Regions from separate parts of the Mus musculus genome. Here regions 1 and 2 are each linked to region 3. A link is a contact called in public Hi-C and HiChIP or PLAC-seq data. All regions are on one chromosome and are shown on one strand. Each heading gives the region's core, a stretch centred on a gene start, on an enhancer-like site or on the middle of the called end of the contact. The rest is flanking DNA. Distances are from core to core; before and after follow the strand shown. Region 1 holds the start of Ddx54 (DEAD box helicase 54). Region 2 holds the start of Plbd2 (phospholipase B domain containing 2). Region 3 holds the start of Rnft2 (ring finger protein, transmembrane 2).

What was found. A called contact is a pair of places that touch in the nucleus more often than the background predicts. HiChIP or PLAC-seq counts read pairs in DNA pulled down with a chosen protein or histone mark.
Region 1: a Hi-C map of myocytes shows a contact between it and region 3, with 3 times the contacts expected there. The contact joins the promoter of Ddx54 here to the promoter of Rnft2 in region 3. A contact is called at or near these places in 2 of 39 promoter capture datasets (hippocampal neurons and liver), 2 of 484 Hi-C or Micro-C datasets (muscle stem cells and myocytes) and 1 of 115 datasets of contacts at active chromatin or transcription factors (large pre-B cells).
Region 2: an H3K4me3 HiChIP or PLAC-seq map of embryonic forebrain shows a contact between it and region 3, with 4 times the contacts expected there. The contact joins the promoter of Plbd2 here to the promoter of Rnft2 in region 3. A contact is called at or near these places in 5 of 39 promoter capture datasets (cranial neural crest, hippocampal neurons, liver and 1 more), 2 of 115 datasets of contacts at active chromatin or transcription factors (VIP interneurons and embryonic forebrain) and 3 of 9 other capture datasets (adipose tissue, liver and pancreatic islet).

The regions. Positions count from the first base shown.
Region 1 is chr5:120,611,396-120,614,421 of GRCm38.p6, forward strand. It overlaps Ddx54 (DEAD box helicase 54), which reads left to right and starts at 1,735. Exons shown (of 20, transcript NM_028041.2): 1 at 1,735-1,911. The coding sequence starts at 1,741. It overlaps Rita1 (RBPJ interacting and tubulin associated 1), which reads right to left and starts at 1,194. Exons shown (of 3, transcript NM_029096.3): 1 at 879-1,194; 2 at 1-334. The coding sequence starts at 251.
Region 2 is chr5:120,502,363-120,505,322 of GRCm38.p6, forward strand. It overlaps Plbd2 (phospholipase B domain containing 2), which reads right to left and starts at 1,261. Exons shown (of 12, transcript NM_023625.4): 1 at 925-1,261. The coding sequence starts at 1,229.
Region 3 is chr5:118,243,527-118,246,365 of GRCm38.p6, forward strand. Rnft2 (ring finger protein, transmembrane 2) reads right to left here and starts at 1,499. Exons shown (of 11, transcript NM_001109902.1): 1 at 1,446-1,499. Spring1 (SREBF pathway regulator in golgi 1) reads left to right here and starts at 1,701. Exons shown (of 5, transcript NM_001081236.1): 1 at 1,701-1,932. The coding sequence starts at 1,822.

The DNA of each region.
Region 1 (3,026 bases), core at 485-2,984, 2.4 Mb after region 3:
CTTGGTGTGAGGTTTGGGGTGCTGCCCCTGGAAGAGGGGGACTCACAGTCTCTCTTGGCCAGAGAGCCCTTCGGTGGTCCTGGGCCCACTCCTCTGGATCGGTTACAATTCTGCACCCAGGGTGGGTCAAAGTCTGGTTGGGCAGGTCTGGTTCTTGCTGGGCTGCCAAACAGGGTCTCATCCACATAGGATGCCCTGGCCTTGACCCTGTAGCTGGTGGGACTGCGGTGCTGAAGGTGGAGGGCTTTCATTCCGCTGCTGGGCCGGTGCCACCGGGGTCTTCACGTTGCCCAGTGGGTGTGGTGTGCCTGACAGACTCAGCCTCCAGGGCTCCCTGTAATAGGGGTCGGAATGAGCAATCAGCTTTTCCAAGTAAGAGCAGCAGCTTGGAATAACAAGCCCAAGGGCAAAAAGGGCTTTTTCTTGCTGAGGGAAAGCGACTGGTTTTTCTCAAAGGACTACTGTTGTTCAGTGGACACCTTGGAAGTGCTTCACTTTCTTGCCCGTCCCCGACACCCAATTTCAGTAGTCCAAGGTGGCCTGAAACTCACTATATTAAACTTTATTATATAGCCAAGAATGACCTTTAACTCCGGATCCTCCCGCTTCTACTTCCCACGGAGAACTGCACGATCGCCTGGCGTCTGAGGTGCATGGGTCAGGCTAAAGCAGGCACTGTCTTTTTAGTTGTGAAGACGGGAGAAAATGCCGTCAGCAAATATTTAATGAATAAGTAAATACACAATTACACCCTACAGTGTATGCTCAACAAATATAGTACGACTGCGGGCGTGCAGGGGAATGGCACCAACCAGACAAACTAATTAGGGTGGAAGAGGGAAAGGGGCTCCCAAGCTACTGTCGCCCCCCATTCCTACCTTGTGCAAAGCGCTTTGCAAACGTGGTGCGTTCCAGTCCTCGCCAACCAGTCTCATACGAAATGCATTTTCCCCGAGTCCAGCTCAGGCTCCCAACAGCAGAGTAGCAACGCACCGGCCAGCTTACAGAGCTGAAAGCGCAGGCGTCACGGGATCTCCATGCCTGGTGCTTTTTCTCCTGGAGCCTCCGGCCAGAAAGCTCTGTCTCCGCCACATTTAAAGCCTCATAGCACAGAATCAGCAAGGGCGCCACAGCGACACGCGCCCACCCGCATCCCTTGCTGGGCAACCGGTGCGACGCCCCACCCCTGCGCACTGGTACGTCCCTATACCCCGCCCTCGCGCTGATGGTACGTTCCACAGGCCACACCCCCAGCCTCATCTGTACATCCATTAGGCCCCGCCCCTTGGTAGGGTCAACCTTGCGTGGTTGGTACATTCCTCGAGTTTGTCCACACGTTCAGTTGTTATGTCCCTCAGGTCCTGCTCTCTTTACAGTTACCACATCTCTCACAGCTTGGCATTCGCGCAGTTAGTAGGTCCCTTAAGCATCTATCACGGTTCAGTTGACACATTCCGCCCCCACCAGTTGGTATGTCCCTCAGGCCTCGCCTCTGCCCGGCTGGTACACCACTTAGGCCCCGCCCCCGTTCTGTTGGTTCCTCCTTCTGGCTTCGCCCATTGATAAAGCCATGTTGACGCTCCGCCCCTGCGAAGTTGGTTGGTTTCCTCAGGCCCGGCCCCGCCCTACGGGTGAAACCTGGATTCTCGACGCCGCTCTTGCGTCTCACAGGCTCCGCCCCCGCGCAGTCGACGCGTCCCTTAGGCCCCGCCCTCTTCCGGGTCTAAGAGCCCGGCCCGCATGGCTGCTGGCAGACGTGTGGGACCTGGCCCGCCGTCGCGTCCCACCATGGCGCCGTGGAAGAAGAAGAGGCTGCGGAAACGCCGAACTGGGGCTTCCCAAGGCCGCGACAGCGACTCGGATGACGGCGAGTTCGAGATCCAGGCGGAGGATGACGCCCGGGCGAGGAAGGTAAGAGCGCGAGGGGGCTCCCTGTTCGGGCTCTCGGCCTGCGCCCTTCCGCTTGTCCGTCTCACTAATCGCGGTCCCTCATTGGGTCCCTTCGCGTGGGGGACGGGCTCGAGTTTACGCAGCCAATAGAAAGTGCAAGTGCGGAAGGTCCGCCTGAGTTTGGGGCGGTCTTAGATGAGAAAATTAAAGGGAAGGCCGGACCACTCTTCTGAGAAGCCGGTTTTAAACTAAACTAGTATTTACGGACTTATGTCGTGCTCTAGCTATGCCAGGCTCACCAGCAATGTCAGGGAGGACAGCAGGATTGGAACTGGGGATGGTCCGGTTCCAGTTGTATTCATCTTGGGGGATAGGTGTGATCACCAAGTGGGGCACAAAAGCCTATCGTTCATGACGCCCATCGTCTTGTGCATAGCGGGTATATCTGGTTCTCCATTTCTCCTTCCCAGCTCAGTCAATGAGCTGCACTCGTTAAGTGGTCAGTAAATGTGCAGAGACAGCTAGAGGCAATGAGAACGCTGGTGTTCATTGGCAAATACAAGAAGGCTGCTCCCGTGGTTCAGACCAAGGGTTTTGCTGAGGCCCAGTCCGGCACAGGCTGGCTGTAGTAAGACGTAATAAACTTTACAAGTCAAAACCCAGCCTGTGGGCTCTGAATGTAGCTTTGTTGATAGAGCGCTTGCCTGGCGTGTGCAGAGCCCTGGGTTTGAAGGCCATCACCAGGTAAAAGCAGGTATTGTGGCACACACCTGTAATCTTAGCTCCCAGGGTAGGAGTGGTGGCGGCAGGAGGATCAGGAGTCCAAGGCCACCCTGAGCTGGTAAGAGCGCCACCACCAATTCTTAATATTTTGCTGTACAAAAAAACCCAAAGGCTCCTCCAACCCGGGAAACACATGCTTATTAAAGGGCTTGTCGCACACCTGATGTAAATATGAACGGGAGAGCAGCCAAGTTCACACTGTACCATTACCCTCCACCAAAAATAAATAAATAAAGATGAAAAAAAGCAAGCCGGGCAGTGGTGGCACACGCTTTTAATCCCAGCACTCGGGAGGCAGAGGCAGGTGGATTTCTGAGTTCGAGGCCAGCCTGGTCTACAGAGTGAGTTCCAGG
Region 2 (2,960 bases), core at 11-2,510, 2.3 Mb after region 3:
CCACCATCACCGGAGATGACCAAACCTGTGCGAACCCATGCTGCAGGAGACTGTGGCCCCTGAGAATGAGCACATCGAGGTCTGATGGGGACACACAGGTTCTGGATGCTCCCCTTACACAGCCCAAATCTGGGTTTCCAGGCAGATTGCTGGCTCCGGTTTCCCGTGGGATTTGCCCATGTGTCTTCCCTCAGCCTGAATCTTGTTTGGCTCTGGGTCCTTGTGACCACATGCCAAGATAAGAATAGCTCAGCACAAGTCGTTATTCCCGGTGCAGACCCCAGCAAGAACCCACGATCAAGTTCTGGGTTCACAGCAGTGATGTGGGGGACCCAGAGAAGCAAGGGAATTAGTGAGACAACAGATCACAGGGCCAGCCTATGTTCCGAGAGCGATAGGGATCACACTGAGCACCTAACTCAGTGAAGCATCGGGCCATGAATTCGTCCCTGGGATGGGCAGGGACAGCAACATCTAACAAGGATACTGTCCACGCTTGTGAATTTAGGGACCTGCAACTTTCCCTCTGGCTTGGAGCCTGGCTCACTCCAGCCGCCCTGGCTCTGGAGGGAGACAAGGGCCTGGGGCTACTGACAACTGTCATTATCCCTTAGGCTAGGGACAAATGGGCAGCAGAGTAAACATTTAGTACCAGAAGTCCGGAGGCAAAGGCAGGCGAGTTTGTGTGAGTTCCTGGGCAGCCTGGTCTACATACCGAGTTCTAGTCCAGCTCGCCTTAAGTGCGGGGACCCGTGTGGACAGAGGGCAGGTCCCCTGGCCCCTCGGGGAGAACCCCTGTGGTTGGGGATAGGAGTTACTGAGTCAGCCACCAGCCCTGGGCCAGACCTGGCTGTGGACTCCCCAGGGAGGCAGTCCAGGGCCCCTGTCACCCGCCAGGCCGTGGCGGGGATGGCTAACCCTTACCCGGTCTCGCGGATGGCGTTGGTGAGGTTGGCCCAGGCCACCGCGTCGGGGTGGAAGCCATCCTCCAGGCGCAGCTGGCCCGACGCGGCGTCCAGCAGCAGCGAGCGGGTGCGGGAGACCGGCGGGTCCGGATTTTGGCGCTGCCAGCCGGGCCCCAGGGTAGGGAGAGCGCCCGCCGGGCCGCTCAGCAACAGCCCGGTCAGCGAGGCCAGCAAGGCCAGTGTGGTCAGGGAGGTCAGCGCCAGTGCCCGCCGTAGCGCCCGGGCCGCCCAGCCGCCGGAGCTCCCATCCACGGGGGCCGCCATCGCGAGCCGCAGCCGGGCCACGTGACTGCGTCCCGAGGGGCGGGGTGGGGGCGGGGCTTGTGCTTGGGCTTCCGGGATGGGCGTGGTCTGTGTTCCTGGAGAGGCGGGGCCTGCCTTAAAGGACTCGCGCTCTCTGTGGAAAAAAAAAAAAAAACCGCTCAGCATCCTTCCCTCCCAAGGAATTTCTTTCTGGTTTTTGTTTGTTTGCTTTTGCTTTGTTTTTAAATTATCCTTCCTCTTCCTCACCTTTTTTACTTATTCTTCCTCTTCCTCACCTTCTTTTAATTTTTAATATTTTTAGATTTCTTTTATGTGTATGATCTGCATGGTGTGTTTGTGTGTGTGTGTGTGTGTGTGTGTGTGTGTGTGTGTGTGTTTTTGGGAATGTGGATGCAGGTGGAGGCCAGAAAAGAGTGTTACATTCCCTGAGGCTCTGTTGTGAACTGTCTAAATGTGGGTGCTGGAATTCGAACTCAAGTCCTCTGCAAGATCATCGAGCCCCCTTTACTGCTGAGCCATCTCCCAGCCCCGCAACTTCTTTTTCCTATTTGTCCATGAATGAAGTAGTCCCAATATGTTAATCAGGTTAGCCCGAGCTACAGAGTTAATTCCAGGCTAGCCTAGTACACAGTATGAGATCCCGTCTCAAAGTAATTTTTATTTAAAAAGCTGGATGTTGGAGGACCTGTACCTGTGCTTTTGAGGTCTGCAAAATAGTCTGGAATAAAGAGTGAGAATCTGTCTCAAAATGTACACAAAGAGAGGCAGTGATTGGCACTTCAACCAATGCAGGTGTCAGACCTTCAACCAGCAGCCCCAGGCCCCAGAAGCCAAGGGTGTGAACATACAAGCTGTCCTCAACGCAGATCAACATCTTTGGTCAAGTTGCTGGCCAACTTTGCCTCTGGTCAACCAGTGACAAATGCCACGGGTTCACACATACAAAGTGACTCACACCTACGATTCTAGCACTGAGAAGGACTGAGGCAGGAGGATTGCAAGATGTCCAGACAAGCCTGGAGTACAGTGTGAGTGAGACCTGATCCCATACCAAAAAAGAACTCATTCTGTCCCTCTTCCCCTACCCTGATGCATAACCTTTCTAGAATGTTTCACAGAGCAGGAAAGGTGTTTCCTGAGGGACATATTTAAAGACACACCGGTAAGCCCGGCAGTTACTGGACTGAGGCTGGAGGGTCACCATCTTGAGACTTACATAGACTAAATAAGTTCTCATCATTAAAAAAAAAAAAAAGGATATGAATAAGTGAATGAGTGGTTTGCCTGCATGCACGTCTGGGCACCAGGTCTTGTTCTCTTGGAACTGGAGTTACAGATGGTTGTGAGCCACTGTTAGTTGCCGGGAATCGATCCCAGGTCCACTGAAAGAGCAGCCATTGCTCTTAACTGCTGAGCCATCTCTCCAGCCCAGTCCTGTCTTTAAAGAAGAGAAAAGTTTAAGGTCCCTTAAACTTTTTTTTTTTAATGCATGCTTGTAAACCCAGCACTCTATAGGCAGGGGCAGAAGGATCAAGAGTCCAAAGTTAGCCTCAGATACACACTAAAGTTAAAGAACATTGTTAGGGGACATTAGATCCTACCTAAAAAACATAAACAAGATACTACCTAAAACCTCACAACTGCCTGCTTACCCTAGAGGCACTCCCCTGCCATTCCCTGGCATAAATCCGAGTCTCTTCTGTCATCTGTTAATCCCTTACTGCAAACACT
Region 3 (2,839 bases), core at 249-2,748:
TACATATGTACATATGCATGTGCACACTTATACACATACACGCACACGCACGCACAGATGTGCACAAGCACACACTGGGGGGGGGGCCATAAAAATGATTTTAGAATTTCTACTGGCTTCTAAGTGAAACCAGAATAAAAATCAGAGTCGTTGGAGGCCTCCAGGCTGTGCTGGACGTTATCATTACCCGTTTACAACCTTGATTCTGTGACTTATCTCTGGCCATAAGAACTCCAGGTACCTCTGGACACTTTAAAGTTAAGAGTTCCTGCCTCCGGGCCTTTGTACCTGCTGTTCCTTCCCTGGCATGGTTTTCCAGCTGAGGGTTACAGGCTACCTCCCCACAGCACTTACCAGTCATTGACATGTGGGTTTGTTTACTATGACCCTTGAGAGGTCCTGTGTCTGGGCTGCCCGTCCACCTTGGAGTTGCAGAGATGGAAGGCCAACGTCTCTGTAGAGATTAGATCACCTTGATTTTCCCCAGCGACAGATCCGCACACACCTCGTCCTACCTCCCGCACCAATAGAAAGCCAAGAAAGAAGGGCAAGGCTTGGAGAGAGACTCCATATGGCTACTGCTCCTGCAGAAGATCTAAGTCCAGTTCCCAGCACCCACAAGGGTGGCTCACAACTACCTGTACCTCCAGCTGTAAGTGATCTGACTCCCTCTACTGACCTCGGAGGGCACCTGCACTCCCATGGGCAAACCCACTCTAACATATAATTAAAAAATAAATACATACATAAATAAAATCTTTAAAGAAATAAAGAATATGCTTCCATGAACAGGCTCAGTTTCCCGGCATATTTTCCCTACAGAGAAAGATCCATCTCTTAGCCCAGGCCAACACAAATGGGTGCGGAATTAATTAATTCTGCACAGCCTTCTCGGCTGCAGCTAGCTAGGAAGCCACAGGCTAAGGTGCCTGCCTTTTCTGCAAGATTAAATTAGCTAGGAAAAGACTCCTTGGTATCATCGTCATATTCAGGCAAGCCCTCTATCACCTAGCTACACTCTCAACCAGGCCGTTTTATAAAGAAAGAAACTGTCATCCATCAGGTAACATGTCTCAAGAATTTGCAATCTGGCTTGATACTCCGGGTGGCCCCACTACTCCTTATCCTCGGGGAAACTAAAACACGGTATCCCCAAGTTTCCACCTACAAGCTTTGAGAAAACGTCATAAATTAAATGCCCACGATTCTGTGGCAAACGGGCGGTACAAGTAGGCTCGTATTGACTCCTGGAGCCCACAGGATGCTACAGAATGAATGAATGGACCATCTCCGTCCCACACACCCTGGTCCTCCCTAGGAGGCTGCACGGTCCCCTACAGGACGCTTGGGCGCGAGCGGCGTCCCCAGACCGGACGGCGAAGCGCCTTTGCCGCCAGGCTCGCGGGGTCACAGGGTAGCAGCGGCCGAGCATAGCCTTCATTTACCTGCCAGACACTGCAGCAATCACGGCCTCTGCTAATCCAGCCTAGCCAATCCCTGGCGTGGCCAGGGCGCCACGTGACTTCCGGCCGGCAGTGCCACCGAGAACGCGATCGGCGCTAGGACCCTCGCACAGGGAGGCCTGCCTCTAGTCCGAGAAGGTCCGCCCCTGCCGTCACATTCAGCCAATGGAGAGCCGAGGCTCCGGCAGAACCAATGGCGAGGAGGCATGGAGGGGCCTGGCGTTGGCGTCACTAGGTGGGGCGGGGCGTGCGGCGGATCACGTGGCCGGCGCGTTGGCTGCGGGAAGGTAAAGCAGTGCTGGAAGCGGATTGCAGGGGTCATGCCGTGGGGTCGTCTCTGCGCCTGCGCCCTACCGGGATGCTGAACCTGGCGGCGCTGCTGTGGCGCCGGCTCCTGCGCAAGCGCTGGGTGCTCGCCCTGGTTTTCGGCCTCTCGCTAGTTTACTTCCTCAGCAGCACCTTCAAGCAGGTAAGCGACTTCTCTCAGGACCTCCGTCCTTCCGATCCTGCTTCCTCCCTCAAATACTATGTCCTTCTCCCCATCGTTCTTCTAATCCTCCTCCTGAGCACTCCTCCCTCTGATCTAAAATCCTCCTTCAGCCCTTCTCCCTCCGTTGCGTTGTCCTCTGCCCTTCTCCTTTCCCCTCCCTAGCTCCCTCCGTCCTCCACTCCTCCTCCTCCCTCGAATTCTCTGCCTCCCCATCCTCTGTTCTCCTCTGCCCTCCAACTTCTTACCTCTCACCCTCTGTTCTTTTCCAACCCCTCCTCCTCGATCCTCACAGTTCCTCCCTCCCTTGATCCTCTGTCCTCTGATGCTCCTCTCTCCTGTCCTCCACCTTGTAGTCCTCCTGATATGCAGCCATTCAGTCCTCCCTCTGAGCCTCTGAGCCTCTTCCTTTCAGTCCCTGGATCATCCATTGGTCCTCCCTTCAGCTCTCTAGTCCTCAACCCTCTAGTCCTCCTCCCTCCGATTGTGTGATCCTCCTCCTGTCCTCCTGTGAATCGAAGGCCGCTAAGGGAGGCGTCCCACTGCAGGTCTTTGTACCGCCCCTCTTCCGTGCGGGATCTGGCTGGTAGGCCAGGCAGAATGGGGTCCTCAGACCTGTGCACCCTCCTCTGTCGCGTTCCCTGCTCCGCACAGCCCCAGGCTTCTTGATGGGCAGGAGGTAGAGATGGCTAGACCAGGAAGTGGCCAAGGGCTCTCTGTGCCTGTTCACCTGGGTGACCCAACAGGCTCCCTTTTGGGGCACAACTTGGTTGGGTAGATTTTTATTTTTTATTTTTTTATTTTTAATTTCTCAACCTCCCTTTCCCGTTTTTGTCCTGGTAGAGAGTTCCTAGAGACCTGGCATCCCACTGTAGTAGGAACCAGTTCC